2 separate regions of the Mus musculus genome follow, and region 1 is linked to region 2. A link is a contact called in public promoter capture Hi-C data. All regions are on one chromosome and are shown on one strand. The core of a region is the stretch at or near the end of the contact, and the rest is flanking DNA. Distances in the headings are between cores, read along the strand shown. Region 1 holds the start of Lgals12 (lectin, galactose binding, soluble 12). Region 2 holds the start of Flrt1 (fibronectin leucine rich transmembrane protein 1).

Region 1 (2,700 bases), core at 131-2,630, 500 kb before region 2:
AATAATTCCAGCTAAGCTGAATGGTGGTGGGCCAGCTGCCAACTTTGTCCATTCGTCCTGACTAGTTTTTCTCCTAATGTTCACACCCTCTAATTATTCCATCAAGTGTCCAGATGTTGTCAACTGACTCCCAGGTGAAGAAGGTCCCTTTCTTGGTCTGCGGAATGGATTCTTAAGGTATTCTGCAATCGTCCAAGACCCTCCCAGCAGAGACAACTGTATGAGAACAAGGCTGGCTGCCAACCCACAACAGAGGTCCCAGACAACACTTTGATCTTGAACTTCTAGAACAGAGACAAAATAGAGTTCTGTTGTTTACACCCCACCCAATCTGTTGTATTTTGTTATGACAACCCAAGTAAATGAGTGCACCCTCCTCCCTCATTTCCCAGCAGGGCTGATGTGGGGTGGGGGAAGGGCACCACTAGCCTTGGGGACCCAGATCTGACTACAGTGCAGGGCACTATAGCCTGGCTCAACTGGTCTCTCCACCTGCCGTTTCTCCTCCCCACTGTGGCGAACATATCTCTTTCTGAACACACCCAGGATTGGATTTCCCACAGAAACACCTTCAGCTCTCCTGCCACACCTACCCAGCCACAGCTGAACAAACTCCTTGCTTGGCACCCAAAGTGCTTTCAGTTAGAACCCAAGTCAGGGTTTCTCATTAATGCTCAGTAGAATTGCCTGCAAGGCCATTTCCTGGACTTCACTCCCAAAGAGCTTTCTCCAGTAGGTCCCGGGGTGGAGACGCCACAGTTCACCTTTCTGGCAAACTTCTAGGTGGGGAGATCAGGTGAGGTAGACCTGCCCAATCCCTCCGCCAGGCCCCTCACATGGCGCTCTTATCCCTGGAACGACTGTACCAACACCCTGTGTAGCTGACATACCAGGAATTCCCTGCTGCCAAGTCTGACCCCATAGTTAGATCAGGAAACCTCCCAACGTAGGCTAAAGTTGAGGAGTTATGCTATTTTGAAAGAGGAACTTTAACTGGAATCTGAGCCAGGCCTAGAGGCCTCTCCTAAAACAGCAATATGGGTCCAGGCTCAAACACAAAGCCCAGCCATGGTCACCCTTGTGACACCGGGATGAACAAAGGGAGGCTCAAGGAGAAGTGACTTGTGGAAGGACACAGCATGTAAGAGCAGAGGCTGTGTTCCCTCTAGCCAGTGCTGCTTTGTCTGAGACCAAGGGAGCCCTCCTCTGCCTGGCCTTTGTCACTCCACTTTCTTGTGACCCTAGCTGGTCCCTGGCATTTGCAGCTAATGCTGAAATGGCCTCAAGGGACTGAACAACTTGGGGGAAAGGGGAAGAGAGGGGAAAGCAACCAGGGAATGAATGCGGGAGGAGCCAGGAACCTGGGGGCGGGGCCTCTTAAGGAACCTGCACACGTGTACCACCAGCAGCAGCAGCTTCCCTTCCTACTATCCGCTGAAGGCCCAGGTGAGCCCCAGGAAACAAAAGCCCTCGCTGAAATGAGCCGGCCCTAGGCTTCCCTTTGAAGTGGCCAAGTGCTTCAGACACAGACACAGATGGGCTAGTTAGCAAGTCCATGAGTGAGTGCCAGCTACCCGCCCCTGGACGCGCGGGAGTTTCTGCTAGCAGGTCCAGTCCAGCAAAGCTGCTGCTGTACCATCATAGCGGGGGTTGATGTGGTTCCTAGAGGTGGGCCAGTGCCCCTCCCAGGTCGGCTCCAAGAAGCATTAGAACTCCATAGCGAACAAGTAAGACTAACAGCTTGGATAGCTGTTGCAGAGGCTGGGAAAAGTGAGTCCATTCCGTGGGGAATCGCGTTGCTGGAATCAGGATCAGAGGCTGAGTTGAAGTTGCCCCTCCCCCATGTCAACTGACGAACACCTGGACCCGATTCCTGACAGCTTCATCCTGCAGCCGCCAGTCTTCCACCCGGTGAGTAAGCGTAATAAAACGACCAATCAGCTAAATTCCAGCCTGCAAGTGATTGGTCGGGCTTCCAGGATCCTTGCCTATTCAATACGCCTCTTCTGGGATAGATGGCTAGAAGAATGGAGGTGGATTGCTATGAGGGACACTAATGACTAAGGGCAGCCCCTTCTCCAAGCCTGAGGGAAACCCTCCTAGTCAGGGAGAATGTGGATTCCTCTCTCCCTCCCCCTGTTCAGTGCCCAGGAGACTTTCTGAAGCCCAGCCACGTTTTCAGAAGGCCAAACTCCCAGCAGGCACTACCACTAATGAGCACTAATTATTACTTTCCCCTGCTTGGTTCTCTCCTCCTTAGAGACCTCCATCAGAGCAGTTAATTAACACATTCTGCCAAGAGCCTGGGAACTGGAAGCCACTGGGCTGCCTGCCAAGCTGCCATGCCATGTAGAGATCCTGGCCTCTGGCTCCTCCCCCACCCCCACCCCCGCCCCCCAGGTGCCTGAGCAACAGGGCTGAAGCACCTGAAACCTCCTAGGTCCCCACAGCCTGTTGCTTCGCAAGCTAAGACCGCCACCTGGAGGGCTCCTCGGAGTGGTCTGGGCTCTCTGATTGCCACTGGGAGTTGACAAGCCACCTATAAGGGCTGACCCTGTGACACTGCCCCAGGTTCCCCTTCCAGCTTGTCTGCACACCCTCTGTGGAGCACCCACTGTGCTGAGCCTGCTGAAGAGAAAGACAGGGCTCCAATTATCTTATTCAGTGATCCTAATGGAAAAACAGCCAGCCAGCTCCTGT
Region 2 (2,700 bases), core at 77-2,576:
ATGACAGCTGAGCCTATGCCCTCAGATCCACCATCAAAGCTCCTGTCTAAACAAGGGTGCCTCCAGAGAAATGCAGATACCACAGTTGGGCCTTTTTGGCTGGCTGCTAACCAGGAAGGGATAACATTGTTTTGTTCTGTATTGGTAGGGGCAGCCTGCAGCACCCAGGTCTCTACAGAAGAAAGGGCAGCAGGGTGTAGAAAGCCTGGTCCCACAGGAGACAGACAGCTGAGGGACAGAGGTTAGGGACAGTGGAAACCCTACCTCACTGGCCTTTGGTGAGCCAGAAAAGCTGAGCTTGTTCTGGAAGCCAAGTCCAGGATGGCCCAGTTGGAGCCTTCAAATGATATTTAGTCAGAGAAGCACGTGCTGGGGAAATGGAGGCTGCTCTGGGTTGGGTGGTGGCTCTGCATGGCCAGGTACTCCCCAAACATTGTTCATTGTTGGTTGTTGATGATAGTGACGATATTATTATTATTACACTTATCTGTTTATTTTGTGTGTGTGGTCAGAGGACATCTTGTGAGAGTCAGTTCTCTTCTTCTACCATGTGGGCTCCTGGGGACTGAACTCAGATCTCCAGGTTTGGTGCTAGGTGTATTTACCCACTCTCTAAGCCATCTTGCCAAGTCCCTAAACTTCATTTTTTTGTCTGCCCAATCCTTTCAGGCAGTTACACGGAAGGGTAACAAGCGGTGGGGACAGTAATCTCAGACCCTTGCCTGGCTTGGAGGGAAGTGGTACTTGTCCAAGATGCAGATCCTGGGATGTGGCTTGGCAGCAAAGCGCCTGCCAAGCCCTGGCTTTGATCTCCAGTACTGCAAACCAAAACCAGACCTGAGGATCTGTGTGAATGTTTAGCTAGCCTGATCTACATTCCAGGCTAGCCAGGGATACATAGTGAGATCCTGTCTCAAAAAGCAAAAACAAAAACAAAAAAAACCCAGAGACTGAGAAAGGATGAGAGCAATGGGGCTGTGGCCATGGATGCCTGTGGTACTTGTCCCTATGGCTCTGTTTTCTTGGGGTTGATCACTTGTGTTCTTTGGCAGGTGAAGAACCAGGCAGTAGGCGAGAAAGGCCCCACTCAGGACAGCTGAGCCCCAGGGCTGAAGCAGGAGTAACCGACCCTTCTGCCTCACCCACTTCAGAAGCTTCTCCACAAACAGGAGCAGCCAAGCAGACCAGCCCCTGCCCCCTAAAGTGGCTTCCCAAAGCGGAGCACACAGGCCTGACAGCTCAGCAGTGCGAGGCGAGGTGAGGAGAGGCGAGGCGGCTGCAGCCTGCGGTGAACATCTGAACTCCTCAGAGGGGTAACAGACCCCCCCACACACAGATGCAGCCTGAGTGGCAGGAATACTGAGTCTTTGGAGAGTGGCTCCCTCTCAGCTCTGTCACGCAAGAGCGCTCTCTGCACTGAGCCATTCTGCCAAGTGACTTAAAGGGATTTAAAAAAAACAAAAACAAAAAAAAAACCCCAAAAACAAAAAAAACCTTGGTAAAGAAAAGAAGGCAACAGTCCTAGCAGGGACATTTTGGGAGAGGTGCAGCCTGTGGACAAAAGACTAAAGTTACAAAGAGCTGTGGTGGACGTGGTGGCCAAGGAGAGGCCACATCCCCCGGGGACTGGCTCTGGGCTGTAGGGCATGCCCGGCTCAGGAGTCCCCGGGGGTGCCCCGTGCACCCCGAGCACACAACCTTCACTTCGGAGAGCCAAGCCATCGGTGCCTGTGGCCTAGGGTGCCGAAGATGCAGCGGGGGACCTGCAGGCATATCTGAGGCCTGGCCACAAGGAAGACTATAAGACTTCTGTAGTCTCTGTGTGCCTCTGTGCTCCCTCTGCCCCAGGGTTGTAGTCTGTGGTTTTGAGCCTGCTGGTGACATGGGGCCAAGGATGTGAGTGTGGCCTGGAACATTGAAGCAGTGACCAGTGGGACCCAGTGGCTCCAGGGAGCAGCAGCAGAGGAGGTAAGAGTTTGGGGTAAAGGAGAGAGGGCCACCAGGGGTGGTGCTGTAAAGAAAGGTGACAAGTCTTCCTTCCACGTGGAGGGGACATGGCATATGAGAGGGACAACTGAGTCTTGCCCTCTGAAGGCCCCCAAACAGGAGCCTTCTGCTTGCTGGGGTAGGGACCACTCCAGGGCTCTGTCAGGTGTAAGGGAGACCGCTTGGGAATGAGCCACAGCAGGGAGGGTTATCTCCTTCTGGGCCTTTCCTTTCCCTACCAGGGCTGCTGGCCACCTGCTCTGTACAGAGGGGACGACAGTGAGCCTTGTGATGGTTAGGCAAGAGCTTAGGGGATAGAGGACACCAGCCTTGATGCCTGTTACCCTCAAACTAGCAAGATCCCTTCCACCTGGACCTGCCCTGCTGTGGCCAGAGAAATCCAGGGTGGGCCCAGTCAGGGGTCACACTGGCATCATCTGCACTGGTCCCCTGTATGGACCTTCTGTTGGCTGGAGGGGACAGACAGGTCTAGAGTGGTGGGGTGAGTTTTCCAAGGCTACACAGCAAGTGGCTGGCCAGGCCAGCTCCTCTTAGACTCCCAAGGGTGAAGAGGGGAGGGCCAATACCTCTGCAAACAGTAATCCTGGCAACTTCAGAACCCCTCAGCGCCCTGGGCAGGGCAGGGAAGCCCCAATTCATTACCAAGATGGAAAATGACACTTCCCCATGCTCTGCCCCAGGAGAGGGGCTGAT

Evidence for each region. Promoter capture Hi-C pulls out the DNA fragments that hold promoters and counts their contacts.
Region 1: a contact with region 2 is called in a promoter capture Hi-C map of cranial neural crest. A contact is called at or near these places in 2 of 39 promoter capture datasets (cranial neural crest and liver).

The regions. Positions count from the first base shown.
Region 1 is chr19:7,605,873-7,608,572 of GRCm38.p6, reverse strand. It overlaps Lgals12 (lectin, galactose binding, soluble 12), which reads left to right and starts at 1,380. Exons shown (of 10, transcript NM_001356574.2): 1 at 1,380-1,446; 2 at 1,750-1,911. The coding sequence starts at 1,843.
Region 2 is chr19:7,104,355-7,107,054 of GRCm38.p6, reverse strand. Flrt1 (fibronectin leucine rich transmembrane protein 1) reads left to right here and starts at 1,326. Exons shown (of 2, transcript NM_201411.2): 1 at 1,326-1,968. The region is part of intron 3 of Macrod1 (mono-ADP ribosylhydrolase 1); the gene reads right to left.